Linked DNA regions of Mus musculus: regions 1, 3 and 4 are each linked to region 2. The links are chromatin contacts, called in public Hi-C and HiChIP or PLAC-seq maps. All regions are on one chromosome and are shown on one strand. Each heading gives the region's core, a stretch centred on a gene start, on an enhancer-like site or on the middle of the called end of the contact. The rest is flanking DNA. Distances are from core to core; before and after follow the strand shown.

The links. A called contact is a pair of places that touch in the nucleus more often than the background predicts. HiChIP or PLAC-seq counts read pairs in DNA pulled down with a chosen protein or histone mark.
Region 1: a contact with region 2 is called in an H3K4me3 HiChIP or PLAC-seq map of bone marrow-derived macrophages, with 8 times the contacts expected there. The contact joins the enhancer-like site here to the promoter of Alcam in region 2. A contact is called at or near these places in 3 of 39 promoter capture datasets (liver and trophoblast stem cells), 7 of 484 Hi-C or Micro-C datasets (the HL-1 cell line, bone marrow-derived macrophages, peritoneal macrophages and 1 more) and 9 of 115 datasets of contacts at active chromatin or transcription factors (astrocytes, bone marrow-derived dendritic cells, bone marrow-derived macrophages and 5 more).
Region 3: a contact with region 2 is called in a Hi-C map of uterus, with 5 times the contacts expected there. The contact joins the enhancer-like site here to the promoter of Alcam in region 2. A contact is called at or near these places in 7 of 484 Hi-C or Micro-C datasets (adipose-derived mesenchymal stem cells, bone marrow-derived macrophages, embryonic stem cells and 2 more), 3 of 115 datasets of contacts at active chromatin or transcription factors (bone marrow-derived dendritic cells, bone marrow-derived macrophages and embryonic limb bud) and 1 of 9 other capture datasets (adipose tissue).
Region 4: a contact with region 2 is called in a FOXA1 HiChIP or PLAC-seq map of pancreatic cancer cells. The contact joins the enhancer-like site here to the promoter of Alcam in region 2. A contact is called at or near these places in 1 of 39 promoter capture datasets (pre-B cells), 3 of 484 Hi-C or Micro-C datasets (B cells, myocytes and pre-B cells) and 1 of 115 datasets of contacts at active chromatin or transcription factors (pancreatic cancer cells).

The regions. Positions count from the first base shown.
Region 1 is chr16:52,930,795-52,933,494 of GRCm38.p6, forward strand. All of the region lies in intron 4 of 4930405D01Rik (a long non-coding RNA gene), which reads left to right. Among named protein-coding and RNA genes, the nearest start is that of Gm25723, 15 kb to the right of the region's middle. Within about 2 kb of position 1,322, at least 5 of the 459 cell types and tissues checked have an H3K27ac peak or open chromatin away from gene starts, as enhancers often do. A contact at or near this core is called in bone marrow-derived macrophages, where this site is marked.
Region 2 is chr16:52,451,697-52,454,396 of GRCm38.p6, forward strand. Alcam (activated leukocyte cell adhesion molecule) reads right to left here and starts at 1,385. Exons shown (of 16, transcript NM_009655.3): 1 at 697-1,385. The coding sequence starts at 769.
Region 3 is chr16:52,745,124-52,747,823 of GRCm38.p6, forward strand. No RefSeq gene overlaps it. Among named protein-coding and RNA genes, the nearest start is that of 4930404A05Rik, 69 kb to the right of the region's middle. Within about 2 kb of position 1,303, at least 2 of the 459 cell types and tissues checked have an H3K27ac peak or open chromatin away from gene starts, as enhancers often do. A contact at or near this core is called in uterus, where this site is marked.
Region 4 is chr16:52,059,966-52,062,665 of GRCm38.p6, forward strand. The region is part of intron 3 of Cblb (Casitas B-lineage lymphoma b); the gene reads left to right. Among named protein-coding and RNA genes, the nearest start is that of Cblb, 30 kb to the left of the region's middle. Within about 2 kb of position 1,451, at least 228 of the 459 cell types and tissues checked have an H3K27ac peak or open chromatin away from gene starts, as enhancers often do. A contact at or near this core is called in B cells and pancreatic cancer cells, where this site is marked.

The sequences.
Region 1 (2,700 bases), core at 72-2,571, 480 kb after region 2:
TAGTAGCTTTCATATTTTGAGTAATGACAATGATTTTGCTTGTCACTTCTCTCCTATAGTGATGCATGTCTTCATTATTTGATGGTATATACATAAAATAGACATAAAGACTGCATTGCAAGGTCACCCACTGAGAAGGGAAGGTGAAGCTCCAAGCTTCCTCTGCTTCATTAGGCACCGCTTTTCAGCAGACCACTGATGGACCAAATGCCTATGGTTTATCCTCTTCACAGGTCATAAATTACTAAGTATTTCTCACCCACTCGAGTCTAGATTTGCATCCCATGCTCTGAAGAAGATGATTGCAGAATGCTCCTCTGCCAGTGAATAATTGCTCCTAAAAGACTTCTGAGATTTCACAGAATTCTTAAAATGTATCTTTACTGATAAACAGTATTTCCAGACTCCTCCAGTATGGAATCTCAAATGTTAGACATTGTCAAGCTAAAGATAAAAGTTTACTATGAAGAAGGGTTGATCAAATTGAAGATATAATGAGTTATTGAGAAAATCATATTTCAGAAGAATCTGTTTTTAAAAGAGCTGTAATTTCAAAGAATCATAGTCTCTTAAAAACAGCTACCAGAAAAGTCTTATTTTAAAATTGCAAGGTCACTATATATTTTTTTGTTTTCTGCCTGAATTATTGTTATTCCTGATATAAGCTGAACTCCAAAGGTCTTCCTTATGACCTGTTGTCCTTCAGGGATGGGAAAAGTGCTCTCACTTCCTTTACTATGCTATGAACTCTAAACCATTACTACAGAGAACCAAGAAATTAATGTTTCATAGTGATAGTGTAGAAAAACTTTTCCATACATCCCCACTTGCTGACCTGTGGCCTGATTTGCATCTCTGTTAGTTAAACACACAAAAATGGATGTTGTAGGAGTTCAGCTATTTATTGATCTCACCATTCACACTCCTAAAGCAAGGTATCATCTGAGTCAATCAAATGTTATGGAGCACAGCAAGGACCTAGCTTGGCATTTTCCAAATCAGGAAAGATTTTCACACAGTAAAGGAACCTAAGAGTAAGGAATGAAGGTGTTGCTTATTTAACACCAGGAATCTATTGCAAAGGCTACTTTCACAGGCTTCAAGAATCTCAAAGGTTTTGGTAGATTGAGGATTTGGATTCCTAGTAAACAAAGATATATTATTTTTCTATGTGAAATCCTGAAATGGACCAGAGATTCAAAAATGTGAATTCAAGTGATATTCTACATGATACAGTGCAGAAACACAAAAGTGATCAGCAGAGACGCTGGCAGCTTACTCAAGGAAGTCATTTTTACAGTTGTTTGCTTCATTTCTCATTTCAGCCCTGAAGAAGCTTGACCTACTTCTACAAAATGAGGAAGAGAGAAATATTCTACACTAAGCACTTCCCTTCTCTGATTCAAAAACTGGAATGATCTGGTTGAGGAAAGCTTCCGTTGAGTTTGAAACAGAGAATTTTGAAATGAGCAGGGTGGTTTACAGTCAGGTTGTTCCTGACAATATGGAATAAATGTAAATTTATTGAACAGAGTTACACTTTCCTTCAGACAATTTCTACCCACCGGAGAGAATGATTCATGGTATTGTATTTGGAGGCAGTGATCAATAAAGCTTTTAGAAAATAGTTATTGGTTGTAAGCCAGTAAGTGAGAAATCTTCAATAAATTGGATGAGCTAAAATTGTAAACTGGATGGCAGCACAAATCTTAGAAAGGAACTCTGTTTTGCAACATTGCACAAGTATGCTTTTTCTTTAACTCTTCTGCCTGCTTTTTTGTTTGCTTGTAACCCTTGAACCCATCATCTCTGCATACATTTGGCAACAAAGAAAATCTGGTCTCTGGAAATATTTCACAACTAGAGTATAATTTTTCTCATCCTCTTCAGAAAGAATTCTGCAAGGATGATCCTTGACTGTTTCTTCTAAACTACAAAGATTGGGCTCTTTCCTGTGCCAGCATTACCAAACCTTAAAATTCTAAATATTTCATTACTATAATTTCAAAGTAGAAAAATATTAAATTTATTACAAATTATCAATTATACTTAAGGGAATATTTCATGATGTAGATAGCAGTGAATGACAGAAGCTTCCTGTTTTATTTAGAGTTGGTCATTCAAGGAAAGGGGATAAAGAAAAACGGCGGTACATAATTTTATTATGAAGCAAACATTAGGCAGGGTACTATTTATGCTACTACTGAAAGAAATGAAAAGGAGACAATAAATATCATAATCTATATTATATAGAACCTTCTTTCTCTATTGTATGAATGTTTCAAGTTGCCAAGAGGCCAATGTCTACTGAATGTGTTCATTCTCTAGTTTCTTAGAAATACTGGCCATCTTCAATGGCAGAAGGAGGACAATCCAAAAGTGTAACTTTCTTTTTATTATTTAAAGACCATCGTGGTTACCATTTAATAAAGTAGAAGAGGAGAAGAGAAAATATGCCAGACTTTTAGGTTCAAATTTTTCTATAAAGAAATGTAACACATTAAACATGAATGACTATTGTGCATGCATCACAGGACTAAAGTTACAAGGAACATGCTAGTCTTACTTCTAGAAAAATGAGTAAATCCTGGGAGTCAAAGCCCATGTGTATAGGTAGAAGGCTTTGCAGACAGAATGTTGTTGACTTACATAAATGCAGCTCTGACGGTCACTAGAGGCTGTGGATTAGTCTGTGGGAGA
Region 2 (2,700 bases), core at 135-2,634:
TTTGAGGACTCTCTGTAGAAGTGAGAACTGAGGCGCTACCACTGGGTGTGGAAACCAAGAAATCCCTCGCTTTAAGGCTCGCAAACCTGACTGCTAACCCAGTCCACGCTGCGTGACTCGGCTGCCATCAACCCTACACTAGCTACCCACTAGACAATGCAGCTTCTATTTCAGTATTATTATTATTAAAAAAAAAAAGATAGTCAAAACCCTCCTTATCCCCTGCCATTCCTCCCAGGTCTTCACATTATGACCAAGAGGAAGTTACTTAGGGGATTTATCGTGACAAAGTGCCAGCAGTTATTTCACCTCAAAGCCCAGCGAAAGGAAACTGCTCTGAGTGCAGTGAATTGTACTTTGATACCAAGAGACTGGAGGGACGGTGCGGGGGAGAGAGTTCAGCAGATCTTGCCGGGGGGGGGGGGGTCCTGCACCCTCAAGCTAAGCCTCACCCAAAGTTCCTGGAGATGTGCTTAGTTTTCAATCTCGCTGCCCAAACCTGAGCAGACCAGTCAAGCCTAAAACGTGTGACACAGGTGACTGTTCCCAGGGACAGATCTGTGTCCCCCGCGCGCCTTTATGGCTCCCATACTTTGCTAAGCACACGCTAGAGCGCACAGCCCCAGGCCTCCCGGGGAACCGCCCCCGGTCCGCAACAACCACTACAGTGGGGCTGTTCAGAGGCCAAAAGCTTACCTGGTCTGAGGACCGCGGCGGAGATCAAGAGGCAGAAAACCAGACGGCAAGAAGGGGACACCTTAGATGCCATATTCCTCCTCCTAGAAGGCCACCGACAAAGTCCACGCCGCAGGAGGGGGCGTCGTCCCCGGGCCCACGGGGCCCGCTCGCTTGTGGGTCTCGCCTTAGGGGGACAGCGACTTTTTTCCAAGACACACGGTCCCCCGGGGACTGTGGCGCTGCGCCGTCGGGTCTGTGCCACACGCAACTTTCCTCCACGCGGAACCCGCAACTCCTCCCTCCCCCCCTCCACACCCTTCCTCAGTGTCTCTGGCAGCTACTCCCAGGACGGGCGACCCTCTTATTCCAGGAGACGCTTCAGTAGTCAGTCAAGGTAGACGCGGTTTCTTTTTGGATGCTGTCTTCTAGTAGTTTCTCTTCTTGCAAAGGAGAGGATAAGAAGAGTGATGAGAGTTGCACCGTGCACGGATCACCGGGAGCAGAGAAGGGTCGGCGGGGCAGCGCCGCGGGGTCCCGACGGTGGGTCTCCTCAGGTGGCAGCCGAGGCAGAGGCTGTAGCGGCGGCAGCTGGAGCAGTGGCGGCGGCCGCGGGCTCCGGCTGCTCTGAGTGGAGGACGGGAAGGCGTGTGTAAGCTGCCTGTCTCCTCCTCCCGCTCCTCCCGCTCCTCCTGCTCCTCCCGCTCCTCTCTCCCGCCCAGCTTCCTCGGCGGCAGCGCGGAGCAGGTGGTTGGAGCGCCGATCCGCAGCCTAGAGGCGCTGCAGGACCAAGTCGGAGACTGAGCAGAGCTGGCGGCCCCTGGTGGGAGAAGAGCCTGATGCCCCAGCCCCCGCGCTCTGGTGGGCGGGGCTGACATCGACTCCGCCTCCCACAGGACACGCTGGCCAATGAAGAGCGGGATCGAGAGTAGGGGGCGTGACGGGCTGGATTCGCCAGTGTCTGGCTCTTACCAGGGGATTCTCAGCGCCCCAAAGACATAGGATCTGAGATCTTTTGCTGTCCTCCCAGCCTGGCCACATAGCTGTCTTCTTGCACTCCGAAGCCCAGTCCACTGGCTCACTCCTTAGGGATTTTTCTTCTCGACGAGGGTACCGCCTTCACCTTCTGTAGAGTTGTTGGGGCGAAGAGCTCACCTTGGGTCCTCTTGGACTAGGACTGAGGAGGTGGAAAAGATGGAGATTCTCCACCCGGAGGCTCACGGAAACAGCTACTGGTGGTTGAGAGTAATTTCCCCCACTTTGAAGAGAAGGTTACTCCTTCTCGAATTCGCCGTTCTTCTGTTCCCCTAGTCCTGGCTGGCGTACACTTTATCAAAGCAAATCATTTAATCAACTATCCAGTACCGAAAAGCAGAAGAGATTTTTGTGCTCCCCCTTCGCCCCCATCTCCTTCCCGGTGAGAATTAGGACTCTAGACCATAACACACGTCGCCACACTGATTTTCAAAACGTTCTTTAAAGAAAAAAAAAGTCACGTTTACTTTTAATTAGGTGACGATTTGAAGTTACAAAACAAAATCCAGAGTTACTCAGATTAAAAACCTACGCCTCCTGGTCCTTTCCAGAAAGCCAGGCATCCAGCAGATGGACGGGGCTTCTCAGGCAATTTCAAAAGCTTGAACCACCTCCTAGGCGTAGCATCGGGAAGCCGTGTCGCTTTCAGTTCATGCAGAAAGCATAAAGGAATATTTTCCTCTAAAACACCAGGGTGGAGCTGTTGGGACCGTAAGTGGCTCTAACTCAAGATTGCAGGATCACAACTCTTAATGCCCTCAGCATAATAAAATCCTGGTCCCTGAACCACCTCGCAAGGGCATGAAATAGTCTTTGGTGCATCACAGGGTCACCCCCTGTGTGAAGCCAGTCTCCAGCAGGGAATGCTAACTAGCCTCACGGGACTTTGTCTTCAAAAGATTGGGAACCACCAGCTACTTGCAAGTGGATATGGGGGGTGTCTAAGTGTGCAGGCAGAAGCTTCGTACAGACACACACACACACACACAC
Region 3 (2,700 bases), core at 53-2,552, 290 kb after region 2:
AAATTTATGAAACGATGGCATGATTTCATGATCCTTTGGATAGCTTTGTAAGAGACCCGGGCCAAGAAAATCGTTCTCCAAAAACCTGCTAAAATTTTATAATGGAAACAAATTTATTCCTTAATAAAAGTAACATTAATCTTATTTCAAATTTATTGCTGAGGAGAGTTTCTGTTCATACAGCTATTCTGTAATACCGGGTTTCTTTGTGTAGGCACATTATGATAACACCCTCAGAATCTTTTAAATAAGGTAGTTTTCAATATGACACTTTTAATGTATCATTTTATATCACAGTGCAAATTAGACAATGCATTTGTGTATTCTTATATAAAATAGGAACTTATTTAAGACAATTAAATTTTATATAAAATGGGCTATCACTGAACATACAAGAATGCTTGCTTCTGACCTTGTAATTCTATCAGTACCAATATAATACGCTACACTTTTGAATGAATTAATATAATACCTTGGTTGTGAGTTGGTGTGAAATTTTAATCAGTTACATTATTGTTTTTTTAATGTAATTTTATTGTTTTACATATTCACTTTACATCCCAATCACTGATCCCCTCCTTTCCACATTCCTTCCCCAGAGCCCCCTCTCCTTCTCCTCTGAGCTGCTGAGGTCCCACCTGTTTATCCTCCCCTATCCTGGCACTTCAAGTCTCTGTGTTTCATCTCCCGCTGAGGTCAGACAAGGCAGCCCAGTTAGAAAGAACATATCTCACCTACAAGCAGAAGCTTTTGGACAGCCCCTGCTCAAGTTGTTTGGAACCCACATGAAGACTAAGCTGCACATCTGCTACATCTGTACAGGGAGGCCGAGCCCCATCCCATGTGTGTTCTTTGGTTGGCGGTTCAGACTCTGAGAGCTCCAAGGACCCCGGTATCTGTTATGCTTGCAGACAGGAGCATCTTGTCCTCTGAGAGGCTCCATCCAGTAGCTGATTCAGAAAGATACAGACACCCACAACCAAACAGTAGATGGAGCTTGGGGAAGAACAGGAGGAAGGATTGTGGGGCCCAGAAGGGAATAGGAATGCCAAAGGAACACCAATAGAGTGAATTAACATTATTGTTTTTGTGCACACCCAAGTGCAGATAAACTCAGACCTTGTTTTGTAATAATGCCATAGATTTAGTCATCTTACGATCTCAGGCTGTATGATGAAGTTATTTTTAAGAAAACAATTTTCAGTGTCTTTGAAATTCCAGGGATCCCTTCAGGCATGCCAAGTGTTTAACTCTGAGTGAGATAGGGATGCGGAAACATGAGACGCCAAACCACAGGCTGCTTGGTAAGAAGCAGAACTTTACAATTAATGAGGTGACAAGAAAGGCTGGGGCTGGTTCTGCAAGGATTCTGTAGGCTCAGTGAACTTTAACAAGATAGGAAGAAGGCATGATGACAGAAACACAGACTTGTGAGGTGTTCTTTAGAGGGACACAATGCAGTGCTCTCTGTGACAGGCTTTTTCTGCTAACGCTCGACACTTCCCATCAGACTGGCAGTGGAAGTTGTTTTTCTATTATGTTCCAGTGTTAAATTAGTCCAAGTTTATAATCTGAAAAGGCATCTCTTTGTTCTGATTTGAGAGCCTTCAATAATAGTCATATTCTGTAGACTCAGTGAACTTTAACAAGACGGGAAGAAGGCATGATGACTTCTAAACTTCAGTGACTCTAAACTTCAGTGTCAGAACACCTTTAACATTTATATCCCCTCCAAGTGGCACTGCTTTTTAGAGTATTACATCTTATTTCCTTATAAGCAACTAATTTGAGTGCTTAGTCAGCCTTTATGAAAAAACATTAAAACTAATAATCAAGTGAATCCATAAACAAAAACCCTCCCGCCAACCCGTAGAGATCAGGATCAACTGATCTTGATCTATGTCTCTATACCAGCTCTTATAATCTCATAATCCCACATTGAGACAACAAAAGGAGGAGACTTCTTTTCAGGTCTCCTTCTTCTTATGTAAAAAACATCATCCTCCATGTGTGTCAGACATTGATCTTCGTGCTCTGCTAATTCTCTTTGCTATCCCTGCATAATAGAACAAATGGCTGAGACACGCATGCAGGCTCTTATTCAGCCCAAACGTTGCAGAGTCAGGACAGCATTTCTGGTACATAGATTCAGAGATCGGGTTCTTGCCCATATGCAGCTATACGTTGCAAACTTCTCATTGAGCATGGTAGCCAGAAGATGTGAGCCATTAGCTAGAACCTCATAACACTAACGGGAATTCTCTCTTATATGTCTATATTTACCTCTCCTTGCATTTCATGTGGCCTCATTGACCTTACAAGTCCCATGCTTCAAAGCATCCTTTTACCAAGTGCCTTATTTCAGTCAACCCTGACAAGCCTTAGCAGCCATTCTCCAAGTCTGTCTCTGAGCAGTGTCAGTGACAGGTCACCACCCTTTATCTCCTCCATCCTGAATATTCAGTCCTGTTCTGCTATCACTTTTATTTCTACTTGTTAGTCCTTCATCATCTTATAATGAAGTATTAAACTGTCACCTGAGTAGTCTCTGATTAAAACTTTCCATATTCCGGACAGCCTTTACATGGCTAAGAAGGTGGTCTCTAAAAAAACAGTTGCCTAACTATACTTTTCTTTACCTTAGTAATTTCACCTTTTCACTATGTGTCTACTTTATAGACTCCAAACTCTGCTCATGTC
Region 4 (2,700 bases), core at 201-2,700, 390 kb before region 2:
AATTTAAAGGCAAAAGTCACTTCTGTGTATTTCCACATAGTATTCAAAACAGTGTTCAGACTTGGCAGATACATATAATAGTTGCTATTTCTCCCAATTTCCATATTATTATTTGAAAATCTTGATTTAATCTAGATAAAGAGCTTCTATTGCTTGGAAAGAGGTAAAAGGTAAAATTTCACATTGGAAACTAGCAAAAAGTCTAAAGTCGGTCATTTAGAACTTGTGGATAAACAATGCCACCTTCCTGAGATTTGGCAGCCGGGGCCAGTTCCGGGGCCAGTTATTTTAAAAGAAAGGCACGTGGGTAAATAGATTAATATCACTGCTGTTTATTGCAGAGTAGTCACAATTCAGGGCGCTGTCTTAACTGTGTGTCTATCTTTAGTGAAGTAACGTTTGTGGAAAAGTTAGAGGTGGTTACACACAGCGCCTCTGCCTGCTCCTGCATGCCCCGTGCGCATGCGCAGTGAGCATTCACAGCTCTCCCACTCAGTGGCTGGCTCTCTGAACCCCTGCGAGCTGTTTTCACTTCCTTTAAATTCTTATATTAACATTTCCTTAAAGACTTTTTGTTTCTGTTCTGTGCTGCGCTCATGACCCTAAATATACCAGCTTACAACAACTGGGGAATCCTCCAAATGTGCGCTTTCGACATGAATAACGTGGTTTTGTTTGGTCTGCATTATTGACAAAGGTCCTTGATCATAACTCGTGGTTCGCCTTGACAGAACATGGTTGGTCTTCCCTGCTCCAGATCCCCCTTAGAGTAGCAGGCATCGTGTTCTGGAAACTATCCTGCATTGCTGTTGATAGAATTTCTTGATGTGTAGGATATGATGTGAGAATTCCGTTAGATGTTCGGGAAAGTTCTCTTGTACCTTCTTAGTGTCTCTTTCCCCTTTATTCCTTTTAAAAGGCATTCTTGGAGGCTTGGCTCTGGCATTCTTGCTAACTATGCCTACCCCCTCCTTTTCTTCTGTATAAGCAAAGTGGCTTTGAGGAACATCTGAGACGTTTTCAATGTGTAAACAGCCTTTTAAAGAAATAGCTGCTGTGTTCTCCCATCACAAGCTGACTTGTAACACTTGAAAGACAAACAGAGGCCTGTGTGTTCTCTGTTATTGTTGCACCCCCTCACATAGCTGTCTGCGTTTGTCAGCAGTTTGTTTTGACTCATAATGCCAGGGAGGGGGTGGCTTGGTGTGTTTTTGTCAGTTATGCAGTGTAGGATGTCAGTTATCTCAAAGTTACCATTATGTTTGGCTGCTGTCCCTCTATGTAAAGAAAGCCTCAGCATTGGTTCCTGTTTCTCAGGCCAGTGTTGGGTTTTGAAACTTGCCCTTAAAATAAATGCCAAACTGTTTTTCTCATCTTGTAACCCTGGAGGTCAGAGGCTGGCTCTCTTGTTTCATTATTGTCTCGGTGACGTGTTTGTGGTATTTCCCCAGACTGGTTTGAGAACCTACCTGAACTGCCCTTTTCAAGTTCCCGTTGCTCTTCTAGAGTTGGGGATCTTGTGTATTCCAACAAGGTTGGAAACACTCCCAAATCAACATTTCATTTTGAAAGCGGTACTTTCAGACCCAGATGACTCTCCTACATTAATTCGTATGGGGACATCAACGGTTGTTGTACTTGACAGAGGCAGGGACCCTGGGCTTGACAGGGACGCCATTCTTCAAGAGAAAGTGTCCCAGGTAGCCTCTCCTAACATTCTTCCCATTTCCTTAGAACACTGACGCTCCCCCAGTTTTAGGCAAACTGTCATCTTTCCCAGCCAAGACCACCAACCTTAGGAAGTAGCAGGAGCTTTGGAGGTGAAACACAAAGGCAAATGCTATTGATCTTAGGCCACCAAGATTCTCATTGGATTTGAGTCAGTACAGATGTCTGCTGGCTCCGATGACTGCCCGCCATGTAAAGTGTCTGGCTGCCACCTCTGCTGTGTGTATGGCTTCATCCTAACAGCAAGTGCATACGCGTTTACTGCAGCCTGTCTCTTATGGGGGATTAAAATAGCCAGAAGGCCTGAATACCTAGCATTTTTATCTAGTATTTCAGCGATGGCGAGTTCATGGGGTGAGGGGTGAGACTGTGTTTGCTGTCCCGCCTCTCAAGCCATGACCTTTAACGAGGGGTTATTTTAGAAAGTTCCCAATTCACTGCGGGTCACTGGAGCTTGGGCAGAAGTGGGGATGCACGGCATTTTCATAGATCACCCAGCGGCTTCTCTACCTGAGCTGGAACTCATGGATTGTAAAGATTTCAAGCATTTGCCCTGAGTCTCTGTGTGCCTCCGAGTATTATCCATTTGCCAAAGGCTAAGCTGTGTTCACCACACCCCTCTCTTGTCATTCCTTAGTGTGGTGTGGATCCAGTTCACGCTCGCTGCTCCAGTCCTGACAGCTAACTGTGAGGCCTCTTCTGAATAGTCAGTGCCTAGGATTTAAGCTTTATTTTGTGTTTGTGGGAGCATCCTAGCTGATAGTTTAGACGTTGAACTCCGTCTTACACCTTTGATGTCCTACTTTGTTGAGGGGTGTTCAAGTCAGAAGGTTTCACAGATAAGATCTTGGAACCCAGCTGGGGGTCAGGAAAGACTGCTTGTGAGGAAATACTTTGGATCTAATGTTAACACTCCTGTCGGGGCATGGATTGGACTCAGGTAGAGAAGTGTACCACAGGAGACATTTAAGG